2 separate regions of the Mus musculus genome follow, and region 1 is linked to region 2. A link is a contact called in public HiChIP or PLAC-seq data. All regions are on one chromosome and are shown on one strand. Each heading gives the region's core, a stretch centred on a gene start, on an enhancer-like site or on the middle of the called end of the contact. The rest is flanking DNA. Distances are from core to core; before and after follow the strand shown. Region 1 overlaps Gm44812. Region 2 has its middle 8.1 kb from the start of Gm44812.

The links. HiChIP or PLAC-seq counts read pairs in DNA pulled down with a chosen protein or histone mark.
Region 1: an H3K4me3 HiChIP or PLAC-seq map of the SCID.adh cell line shows a contact between it and region 2, with 11 read pairs. The contact joins two enhancer-like sites. A contact is called at or near these places in 3 of 484 Hi-C or Micro-C datasets (liver, tail fibroblasts and uterus) and 2 of 115 datasets of contacts at active chromatin or transcription factors (the SCID.adh cell line and embryonic stem cells).

The regions. Positions count from the first base shown.
Region 1 is chr7:70,577,035-70,582,854 of GRCm38.p6, forward strand. Gm44812 reads left to right here. Exons shown (of 7, transcript XM_030243182.1): 5 at 776-851; 6 at 5,388-5,468. Among named protein-coding and RNA genes, the nearest start is that of Gm35894, 7.5 kb to the right of the region's middle. Within about 2 kb of position 1,412, at least 1 of the 459 cell types and tissues checked has an H3K27ac peak or open chromatin away from gene starts, as enhancers often do. A contact at or near this core is called in the SCID.adh cell line, where this site is marked.
Region 2 is chr7:70,498,266-70,503,766 of GRCm38.p6, forward strand. No RefSeq gene overlaps it. Among named protein-coding and RNA genes, the nearest start is that of Gm44812, 8.1 kb to the right of the region's middle. Within about 2 kb of position 3,751, at least 8 of the 459 cell types and tissues checked have an H3K27ac peak or open chromatin away from gene starts, as enhancers often do. A contact at or near this core is called in the SCID.adh cell line, where this site is marked.

The sequences.
Region 1 (5,820 bases), core at 162-2,661, 76 kb after region 2:
CCCTGGTGCCTTTCTTCCAGGGAGCTCAGACTGCTTGAAAAAAAAAAAAAACTATTTCATTAATCCTCACAGCCTCCCTTTAGCGATTAGTATCCCCTGTTCTCATATCAGAAATTTGGAACATAGGAAGCCAGTGTCATGGCTAAAGTGACCTAGCAGGTCACTGGTAAAATCAACAGTGGGATTCAGGCCCCATCTATGTCTCCATTGACTCATTCATTGGTCAAATATTTGTCCACGGTTATAAGCCAGACACTGGACCTATTGAGCAGGAAGAATATTTTGGGAAACTAAAGTGCATTCTCAGTTACTAAAGGGGTGGAGTCTGCGTACTTGAGTTAGTAGATAAACAACAATATAACATAGACACTCTTTCACAAAGGACAGTGATAAGAGCCGGTATGAGTCCAATCTAGTAAAAAAAGAAAAAAAGAAACACAAACAAACAAACAAAACACCAAATAAGTAACTCAGCTTGACAAAGGATGTCATATGAATGAGCATCTTTTTGAAGGATGAGTTTACCAGCTCACCAGTAGAAAAATACATGCTGAAGAAACGCATCTCAAACAGGAGCATGAAGGATCAGGAGAAATCTGTGGGAAGAGATGGCCCTGGCCTGGTGAGAGCAAAGCAAGCTTGAGTAGAGAAGCGACCTAAGCCGTATGAACTTTATGAGGTAACTGAGCAGCCTCAGAGGTTGCTCCAGGAGAAGGAATGCAGTCACCTTTACAAGGAGGAGTGTTCTCTTATCGGAAGTTGGACTCTTTTACAGTTGCAACTGCCCTGGAGCCAAATGCATCCTGCAAACAGCCAAGTGGAAGATCTCACACAGAAGCCGTTTGTAAATGGTGAGCTGCATCTTTCCTGAATGGTGTGAGATATTTCCTATTGTATCCCACCAAGGACTTGTATCGTTTCTTTGCCTGGAGTATCTACCAGCCCACTAGTCACTTAGAGGCCATGTTGGTTATCAGATCAGCCATCAGGATATTACCCACTTGTGTTCAAGTAATCCTTATTTCATTTAATATACTACTCGAACACAGAGTAGTGGCCTTAGCCATTTTCATACGTCAAACAGAACCTCACAGTACTTCTTTCAAGTATCATTACTAGAAGGGTAAATTGAGTGAAATGTGTTGACAGACTTGTATACCTTCACTATAGTATCTCACCTGTTATTGTTCATCTCTTGTCAGGCCTGCTTCAGTAAATAGCATTTGCCACAGTACACATAGTGCACATGACCATCTAGGCATTATAGCATATTCCCTGTAAATACAATCTTCTGGTGGCTGATCATTACAAGTCTGCATATAGAAGGACCTGTCCAGAAGTCAGAAAAACAGCTCCCTGTTTTGAGACAAAGTCTCACTAAGTTTTACAAGTTGGCCTTGAGTTCACTCTGTAGCCCATTAGGTCTTGAACATGCAGTCCTCCTGCCTCTGCCTCTCATGGAGCTGGAATTATAGGCTTGTGCCAGCAGGTCCAGATCTCCTAAGTGGTTTTAAGACTCTGAGCCACAGTGTTGTTTTGAAATTCTACAGGGGAATGTCAAGAAAACAGCTGTAATAATGCTCTTTCATGGCTACGATGTTTCCTCATTTTAAGAAGCATAGAACTGTCTTGTTAAAATCAAATGATCTATAACACAGCTTTTCAGTGATGGTGCTGTGAGTGACTGCCACTCTTCCGCTTTGAAATCCATCAGGCAAAGTGGTTGGGCCTCCATCAATGACGCATTATAATAGAAAGTGAGCCTTTGTTAGGCTATTTATTCTGTATCTCTTCAAATTAGATACAAGAGAATGATCTTCAATGAAAATGAGTGTGGGTTGTTTTTTATATTTCCCACGATTAAACATTCTGTGATTAGACATATTTATTTTCATTTTTACTCATGCTTATAACCATGAAGTCGGTTTTAAGAATGGGCCCATTATCACTTGTATTTCTTTTTCTTTTTTCTTTTCTTTTTTTTCCCCCCTTGTCAAAACCTTTTAAATGTCTGTCAAGAAAAATTGGAAAAGTCCTTTTGCAGTGTTAGAGGCTCTAAAATGTTTTTCAGGTGTCAATGAGTGTAGAGCTCCAGGCTACTTGTGGAGTAAAAGAGGAAGGCATAGTTAGTGCTGGAACCATAGCTGTTCTGGACCTATCTTTACTTTTGCCATTCAGAGAAGGCAATGAGCTAGAAAAGGCACTGACTCAAAATTCAAAATAGTCTACAAAACTTAAATTCTGACATGTGACCATTCAAACAAGGCTGTATTTTAGTCAACCAGTCAGCCAGTAGATCAACCAACCAACCAACCAACCAATCAATCAATTTATTTATTTATAAGTATATATGTATAAGCCAGAGGACAACTTGTGTGAGTTAGTTCTCTCTCTCTCTCTCTACTATGTAAGTCTCAGAGATTAAACTCAGATTGTCAGGCTGGACAACAGGAGACTATAGCAGTTAACAGTCTCCCAGGACCCTTCTGTATCTTTTGGTTTGTGAGGAGAGCTGTTTGACCATTTATCTATTAGTTTATTTCAAGGGAATGTGTTCTGAGCAACACTTTCTATACCAAGCTTGTTCTTACATATGGTGAGGTGTATCAGCTAGGATAGGTCAGGTTATGCTGCAGGGTGAACCATCTCTAGGTTGCAGCATGTTTAATCTGAGAGGTTGTATTCTAACTCACACACAGCTCATGGCACATGGGAGAGACCTCGCCGAGTGCATTGTTGAGGGCACAGAGGTGAGGTTTCCCTTCCTAGTAGCGTACACAGCAGCAATTGCTCGCTGAAATAGAGAAAGAAAATTCAAGTGGTGGCGACTGAAAGCTTTCCCAGACTCTGAGTCTTCCTATCTATTAACATTACATGGACCAAAGCAGGTCACATATTCATGCCAAGTTTTAAGGAGATGGGGAATTACAATCCTTGTGCATGCCCACAAGATGGAAATCAGCAAAGATTGTAAAGTGTAGTGCTCATTGACAGTTAATATTTTTTCTTTGAAAAGAAAAAAAACACATTATTAGCACTTCTAAAACATGCCTCTTAATATTGAAAATCAAGTATTATCTGTGGTGTTGCTGGAAGACATACTGGTGTTGTTAATATGATATGCCCTGTGATATGAAAGTATTAGTTGGTTAGTGTTCCTTTGTCTAACTGTAAGTTTTCTAAAGCTAGGATTGGATACATGGAAGGGATGACACAATAGCTTCTAAAATGTCTGATGGCCTCCATCTTTATTTATTTATTGTGCATATGTGTGCATGTGTGTGGACATTAGAAGACAATTTGAAGGGGTCAGTTCTCTCCTGCCACCAGGTACAATCTGGGCTTAAAACTCAGATCACCAGTCTTGGTGGCCAGTGCCTTTACTTGCTAAGCCATCCTGGCCGCTCCAATGATTTTAACATCATGCACATTCATAAAAAGAGCTAGAAAATCTGAATTTAGTATTCTCCAAAGAGAGGAGGGGAAATCCTATTTTTAATCCCTTAGAAAAATCTCTAAAAATTTTCCATAGTTGGACTTCCAGTATAATTTCCAAATTGTATATTAAGAAAAAAACCCAAAATATCAAAATATCATTTTGGAAAGCTTTTTAAAATTTTTTGGCCAGAACCTGGTCAGGGTGGAGTGAAGTTCCTTATGATTGATGTTGTGGGCGATCTACATTGAGTTTCCATTTTACATATGAGTTCAGCTAACCAACTATCGGAAACCCTATCTTTCTGTGAAGAATATATTCTAACTCATTGGTTCTTGATAATCACCAATGACTTATTATTTCAGTGGTAGTTAGATGTATTAAACCTATGAAATGGTTGATGGGTTAAAAAAAAAACTTAAGACTTAGCCCACTTTTTTTCTTTAAATTCAACTCTACATATCTACTCACTCCTTTTAGTATATTTCAAACAATTCTTTTTCGTTTTTGGCAAGTGTGTCTGAGGGTGTTCAGCACATACACCTGTTAGATGCCTTACTTCGGTGTCTGCAGTAGTCCTTCTTGGGTCATTATTCCATTCATTATTCCAAGTCTTGCATATTCACATCAATTATATGGCATCAATGATATATACATTTTTTGATACAGAGGCAAAGTTATTCTCCAAGATATGTGATAGTCATTTGAGGTTATTAGATTTTTTCATATATGTGCATGTGTGTGTGTGTGTGTGTGTGTGTGTGTATGAATTTTAGGTGGTTCCCAGCTAAAATCATACTGTGTGGACTCTGTGGGAGGTCAGCGTGTTCTCTCTTGGCACATCTGGGCTCCAGAGAATTGTTCTTTGTTTCCTTTCTCTCTTGGAATCTGAAAACAAGCAAAGGATCACAAGAAAAACTAGTAGAAAACTGGAAGCTACTTTATTTTTTTTTTCTTTTTCTTTTGTGTGTATGAGTATTTTACCTCTCTGTCTGTCTGTATGTGCACCATGTATATGCCTGGTATCCACAAAAGCCAAAAGAGCGTGTTAGAAACCCTGGAACTGGAGTTATACAGGGCTGTAAGCTGCCACATGGCTGCTGGGGATGGCACTGCTTCCTCTGCAAGAACAGCAAGTGTACTTAACAGCTGGTCATCTCCTCCAGCTTTATAGAAGTCACCAGCCATCGTACGAAAGGTATAGTCCTTAGGTTTGTCTCAAAGCATAGGCTTTGTACCAAACACTTCTTATAGTTCTCCTGTCAGCAGTTCCTAAGCAACTCTAAGGGGCAAAACCAGAAGCCTTAAAATACAAGACAGTCAGCTTAAAATTCCTTAAAACTACAGGTAATCCAAAAGTGGCCACAGTAGTTGTCCTTGGAGCAGGAATAGAAGTGATGGAGACTGGATGATCTCAAGCAGTCAAAAGCAGCCACGCATCTTCTTGTGTCTGTAGCCTGCAAGAGCTGCCTTTGGTCACCTTAGTTTACTAACAGCTTTGACAAAGTCAGGTTTCAGAGTAGATGTCACAGTTAGGGGTCAGGGGGAGGAGAAAGAGGTGATGAAAACCAGAAAAGGCTAAACAGTCAGGATCTCAAAAACTATTTCGCTATGTTTGCTTATTAAACACATCTTTTGCTTTTGTGAGCTAGGGTACGTGTGAGAAGAGGGTTCTGAGGTGGGATGTCTTTCGTTCCTGATGAGCTAGCTACCTTTTGTTTCCTTTCCCAGAACTGTGTGTGTTAGTGTGTGCTAGTGTGTCCACAGTGTCACGGAACAGTCTTTAATAGTTACCTGAATTGGGATGGCTAAGTTGCTATACTGAGCTGGGTCATATGTAAATTTTCACTTTTTTTTTTTTTAGGCTAACTGCATTTACATAATGTGCGATGTTTGTGTTGGTGTCTAAATTAGATCCTGACTCTGGGCTGCCCTCTTTTCCTTCCTCTAGGTTCCCAGGTGGCTACAACACAGCAAACTTTGAGACTTCAGACTCCCAGCGCTCATCTTCCCAATGATCCATCCCAGAAAGGTGATTTCCATGCAATAATTTTCTGTGAGGAGTTTTAACCTCTTTTGGCGCTTTTCTATTATTTCTTTGTCCTTACTGGTGGTTACACCAGCTCCCAGCTTAATATCATTTGCACATTTCATTAATATGTGGCTTACTCCCTCTTCGAGATCCTTAATAAAGATGTTAAATTAGATTGTATCTGACATTGACCCCTGGGGCACAGCAATGCTTTAACGATATCCCGTTTCCCTGTCTATTGAGTTCTCGCAGAATGCACAAGTCGCAGCTTCGACCTGGGATAAATCTTCAATTTGAATTCTCCAGCAGAAGTCAAGTCATGTGGTTTGGGATAACTTGACATTGCCAGAGC
Region 2 (5,501 bases), core at 2,501-5,000:
ATTATTTGTGTAAGAACACTCACAATCCTTTCTGTGAGCTATTCTCTGTTACACAATGAATTGCTGTTCACCACAGCGATAAAGCTTGCACGTTCATTGTTGCCCCGTCTAAAGCCCATGTGTTAAAGGTTTGGTCTCCAGGGTGGTGGTGTTTGTTAGGAGGTATTGATGAATGGGAGTTCCTTGGGCCTTTGGGGGCATGCCATCCAAGAGTCTGTAGGACTATGGTCACTTATTCTTTAACCTTCTAGCCATGAGGTTGGCTCTGCCATGTTCTCCTCGCTGTGGCCATCTGGTCTCCCCACTGGACACCTTAAAACAGTGATTCTGCCTGTTCATGGGGAAGGGCTTCCAAAAATGTCATCCAAACATTCAAAAGATGCTACCCTTGTTTAAAAGTCTGTTATCTTGGGCATTGCATTCTAGTGATGGAAAGTTGACTAAAGCTATTATCCCATTGAGCTACAGAAGACCAGAAGCCATTTCTCCTCCTCAGGTGCACCCTTGTACACACTAAGCAACCTCTGTACATCTCCCTCCTTTCCCTACTTCCCAGTCTGTGAGGTCCATGCACTGCTCTCTAATTCCCTGAGATGCTACATGGCAGACATGCTATAGCTTCTGTCTTCTGGTGCCTGCTTTTTCCACTGAGTATAATGCTCTCTAGATTATCCATGCTGCCATAAATGATAGGGTCTCATGTTTTTATGGCTTGAATAGTGTGTGTATGTGTGTGTGTGTGTGTGAGAGAGAGAGAGAGAGAGAGAGAGAGAGAGAGAGTCCTCTATAGAATAACATATATTAATATATAGTAATATTACTTTATCCAACCACCTGCTGATGAACACCTCTGTCAAGACCTTATCAAGTCTCTCTTGAGTACTGAGGCATTTCCACAGCCTGGCATTTTCTCACATACATTTTGTTACTCTCTTTCTCTGGCTTTGACAGTGTCCTTTTCCTTGAACCTCAGCCTCCTCATCTATAGTCTAGAGGTTAGACTAAAATCACAGTCATTGATTCAGTGAAGACAGAGATGCCGGAGACACTCTGCTCCAGGAGTGTAGGTCTTGATATAGCAAGGCAGTTTGGGATTCTGGGTAAGAATGCTGGCTCTTCCTGGGATTAACTGTGTATCCTTTGTATGATAGCCAATTCAGTAAGAATGGATTCTTTCCATGGAAAAGAAGATCAATATGAGTTACTTAATAGGCTTATAGGACATCTCCTAGTAAAATAAATAAAACTAGTTATCTAGAAAGCAGAGCAAAAGAGCCTGTTAGTAGGCTCATTTTTTTTTCTTCCTTTCCTTTCCTGTCCTGTCCTGCTTTTGCTTTGTTTGAGAAAGCATTTCAGTATGTAGTCCTGGTTTACCTGGAACTCTCTTTGTAGACCAGGCTAGCCTCAAACTCAAAGAGATCTGCCCGCCTCTGTGTCCTGAATGCAGGGACTAAAGGGGTGCTTCACTGCTCCTTGCCTGTCCTGTTCAGTATGTCTAATATTTGAGTGCACGAGGACACTATGATGCTTTCCAGGCCATTGTCATAAACATTCAGTGAATGTTGGCTCTGCAGTGCATAATGTTAGAAGTTTGCAAATCTTGAGACTAGAGGCAGAGTGCTGCCTCTGTACCAAGTAGGTGAAAGACTGTGGGCAAAGACTTATGAATTCTATCACAACATCAGATAATGGACTAGTGCGGCATGTGATCTAATAATGTAAACAGTACCTCCTACCTTCACAAAGGAAGCAAGCCACCTGGGGAATCACAAAGGAGTGTCCTTGTAACCCAGTGGAGAAGACTCAGCTGGGGTCATCTGGAAGAAGAGACATGCAGAGATAGCTAAACTTTAGAGATGCGCATGCCCCAAATGAGGAGGATGTAGAGAAGACTCTGTGAGGCCAGAAAAGATAACCCATTGTATTGGGCCTAGGATTCCTGATGAGAAGATTTCACAATGTAGGCTAGGGATGAAGTAGAGAGGGACCAGACTATAAAGCCATTAGACCCTTGTAGAACCTCCAATGGCAGGCTCAGAAGCAACTACCCCAGTTTTATTCCACTTGCCACCAGGAAGCAAGTTTGTGTCTTAAACTTCATGCTCCTCCCTTTGAAACACATCTCCTTTGTGCTGCCTTTGGCTTGCTTGGTTTTATAGTCCACCTTAGCAGATGGTTAGTGGCTGTTATTAGTATAACCAAGCTTAAATAATTTGATTTTCAGGTTGGGTACTTAACAATTTCTCCTGTGGGCTTGATAGTCGAACTATACATTTATTGAAAAAAAATTGGTTTCTTCACATTTTATGTGAAAGCAGTGCTGGCCATTCATCTGCAAGCCACATATTAAAAATATCAGAGTGGAAATTTTACTCACATGGTTCTGAGTAGTGTTTTTAGTACTTGGCTGATACTCTGTTTCCTTATTACATGTATTGACTTATACATAAATAGTTATATGTATATATATAATATATATATATATATATCCTCATATATTATAAGTTATATCTGTGCTCTTATAGACTACTATAGTCACACATTAGAAATTCGAATAAAAAAGATGCGAACTCTGGACTGAGGTGCTTATGTCTGTCACTCCAGCATGTTAGATTAAGACAGGAAGATTGACATGAATTTCAGGTAAGCCTGGGCTATATAAGGGGACTGTATCTCAGAGATGGAAAGTGGGCCAGGAGGGGCAGAGGGGATGAGGAGAAGGAGTCGGGGGGGAGGAACAGAAGGGAGGAAGAAAGAACTCTATAATCATTTTGAAAGATCCCTCCTCCCTGCTTTTTCTTGGCCAAGTTTTGAGAACTCCACTTTATTTATTTATTTATGCATTCATTCATTCATTCATTCATTCATTTTTTTCAAAGTGAACAGATTTCAATGAGCCTTATGTCTTATAGGTACTGTCTAGTGTTTAGCTTTAGCAGGGTTTCCATGAAGTCAGAACATTTAAAAGTCTAGAGATTTCAAAGACTTTGGGTTTTTCTAAACAGTTCCACAGGTGTCAAGCCTTTGATCCCAGTGACTCTGTGAGGACACAGGTACCTCTGTTCCCAGGTTCCTTTACACCCGTAGGAGACATGCCCCAGCCACCTGCTTTCCTGCCCTCTCAGGCTTTGCCTTCTGGGCCACAGTTCTGGACTTACCTTCCCTCCCCAAAGAACCTGGAGTGAGCCAGGGATAGTGGTGTATGCATGTATCTCAGTATCAGAGAGTCACAGAGGATAGGGCCAAGAGTTGAAGGCCATCCTTGCCTACATAGTGAGTTCAAGGCCCCCTTGGGCTATAATGAGAGCAGGGGACTAAAGACACTAACTAGTCTTAGAAGTTACACTTAACTTAGAAGTTTACATATGAGACACATGGTATAAAATACCGTGAGAAAGCTTATGTTTCTAGAATCTCAGAGTTTGTAGGGTAGTGATAAAGATCTGAGTGACTTTTACACGTCACAATAAAAGGAAAACAGGGCGGGGGCTTAAATGTTAGACTAAGCACTGTTCTCTGAACATCTTTTCACTGTCTTCTCTATCAACCTACTTTTCTTTTTAACATGACCATCTTTGAAATGGGTTTTGGTATCAATATGAGAAATGCAAAAAAGAGTTTTTCAGCCTCTGGCAACCAGGAAGTACGTCATCATCTGAGCTTTTCTGGGCTTGCTCCTGTGGGCTCACAGTTGCCCAAGTATAGTTGAAAGTGCTGCTTTTCCTGCTGTTAATTATTAATGTGAGTTGCTTACGAGCCAGTTATCGGCTAACCATTAATATCTGTTTACTCATTGATGACCTTTGCAATCGCCTACCTAGCTCCTGGCTGTAAATGTCACCCCCCTCCCCTTTTGTCATATGTTAAATGCTTTCTTCCTATCTATTAAGTACCTGGAACAACACCTTAAGAAAGTAAAATGGTATCAAACCATACAAATATAACCTTTATGTATGTGAAGTGGGGGAGGATAATCATGCTCATTTTCAGAGGACTCATAAATGGAACACTCCTTCTGGGAATGAACAAGAGATGGACACATGGGTTCCTCTTCTCTTCTCTTCTCTTCTCTTCTCTTCTCTTCTCTTCTCTTCTCTTCTCTTCTCTTCTCTTCTCTTCTCTTCTCTCCTCTCCTCTCCTCTCCTCTCCTCTCCTCTCCTCTCCTCTCCTCTCCTCTCCTCTCCTCTCCTCTTTCCTCTTTCTTTTCTTCTTCTTCTTCTTCTTCTTCTTCTTCTTCTTCTTCTTCTTCTTCTTCTTCTTCTTCTTCTTCTTCTTCTTCTTCTTCTTCTTCTTTCTTTTCTTTGAGACAAGATCTAATGTAGCCAAGGCTAGCCTCTAATTCCTGATTCCCTACCCCCACCCCCACCTCCACCTCCTAAGCTCCAGGATTATAGTCATGAGCCACTGAGAGATGATGAGAGGGTATAGCAATGACAGCTACACTGACAAGAAAATAAAACATTCTTTTAATTCATGGGCTTCCATGAGTGAAAACCAAGAAAGGAACTCTGATCCTGTCCTCACCACTGAACTCAATTTTCCTTTCTCAAAATGTCTCTGTTAAACACTCGCCTAGTCACAGAAGCCTGCAAGATTTTCCTCAAGCTATCTAATCAGTCTACACTAACAAGGACAACAGGTAGCAAGCCCTTTCGATTCCATGCCGTTGGAGTGGCTAAACCACTAAATGCTGGAATGAAACAACGAGCTGGATGAACAGTGCAATTGGTGACCTTAAGTTTACCCATCACTGGAGCCTGTGTATATAGAATTTCCTAATAGCATTTGCCTAATTTAAATAGGTAGTAGCAACCCAAGGTATTTTCTTTTTTTTCTTTTCCTTTCTTATCTTTTATCTCTTTTTTCTTTCTCTTTTTCTTTCTTTGTTTCTTTGTTTCCTTGTTTCTTTGTTTCTCTATCTCTTCCTTTCTTTATTTCTTCCTTCCTTCCTTCCTTCCTTCCTTTCTTTCTTTCTTTCTCTCTCTCTCTCTCTCTCTCTCTCTCTCTCTCTCTCTCTCTCTCTTTCTTTCTTTCTTTCTTTCTTTCTTTCTTTCCTTATCATAGTTTCCTCTGGCTACTTCTGGAGTAACCAAAGTAGTGGGTTTCCTTCTTTTTACACCATTAGCATAGCAGCGCAGAGAAAGATCCACTGAAATATTATTATCTTTGTATAACAATACCATTTCAAAGTCTCAGAGTGCTTCTTAGTGAAATCTTTTAAAATATTAATATCCTCCTGACCATAAATAACCATTATGGCTTTCATGGAGATTAAAGTTTAGAGCTATGCCCTAGGTGTTCATTCATATTTTCTCGTTCATTGAGTCCTAACTTCAGTAAAATTAGTTTTTTTCTTTTTTTTTTTTTCTTTTTAGGTAGAGCTGGAAACACTCGCTGTGACTGTCACTTCATGTTGAATTTATCATATAGAATTTAAGGTAGAAGACTGGGGAGCAATCTGTCACAAATGGTTGTCTGTGTAATCTTTGAGGGTTGGCCTG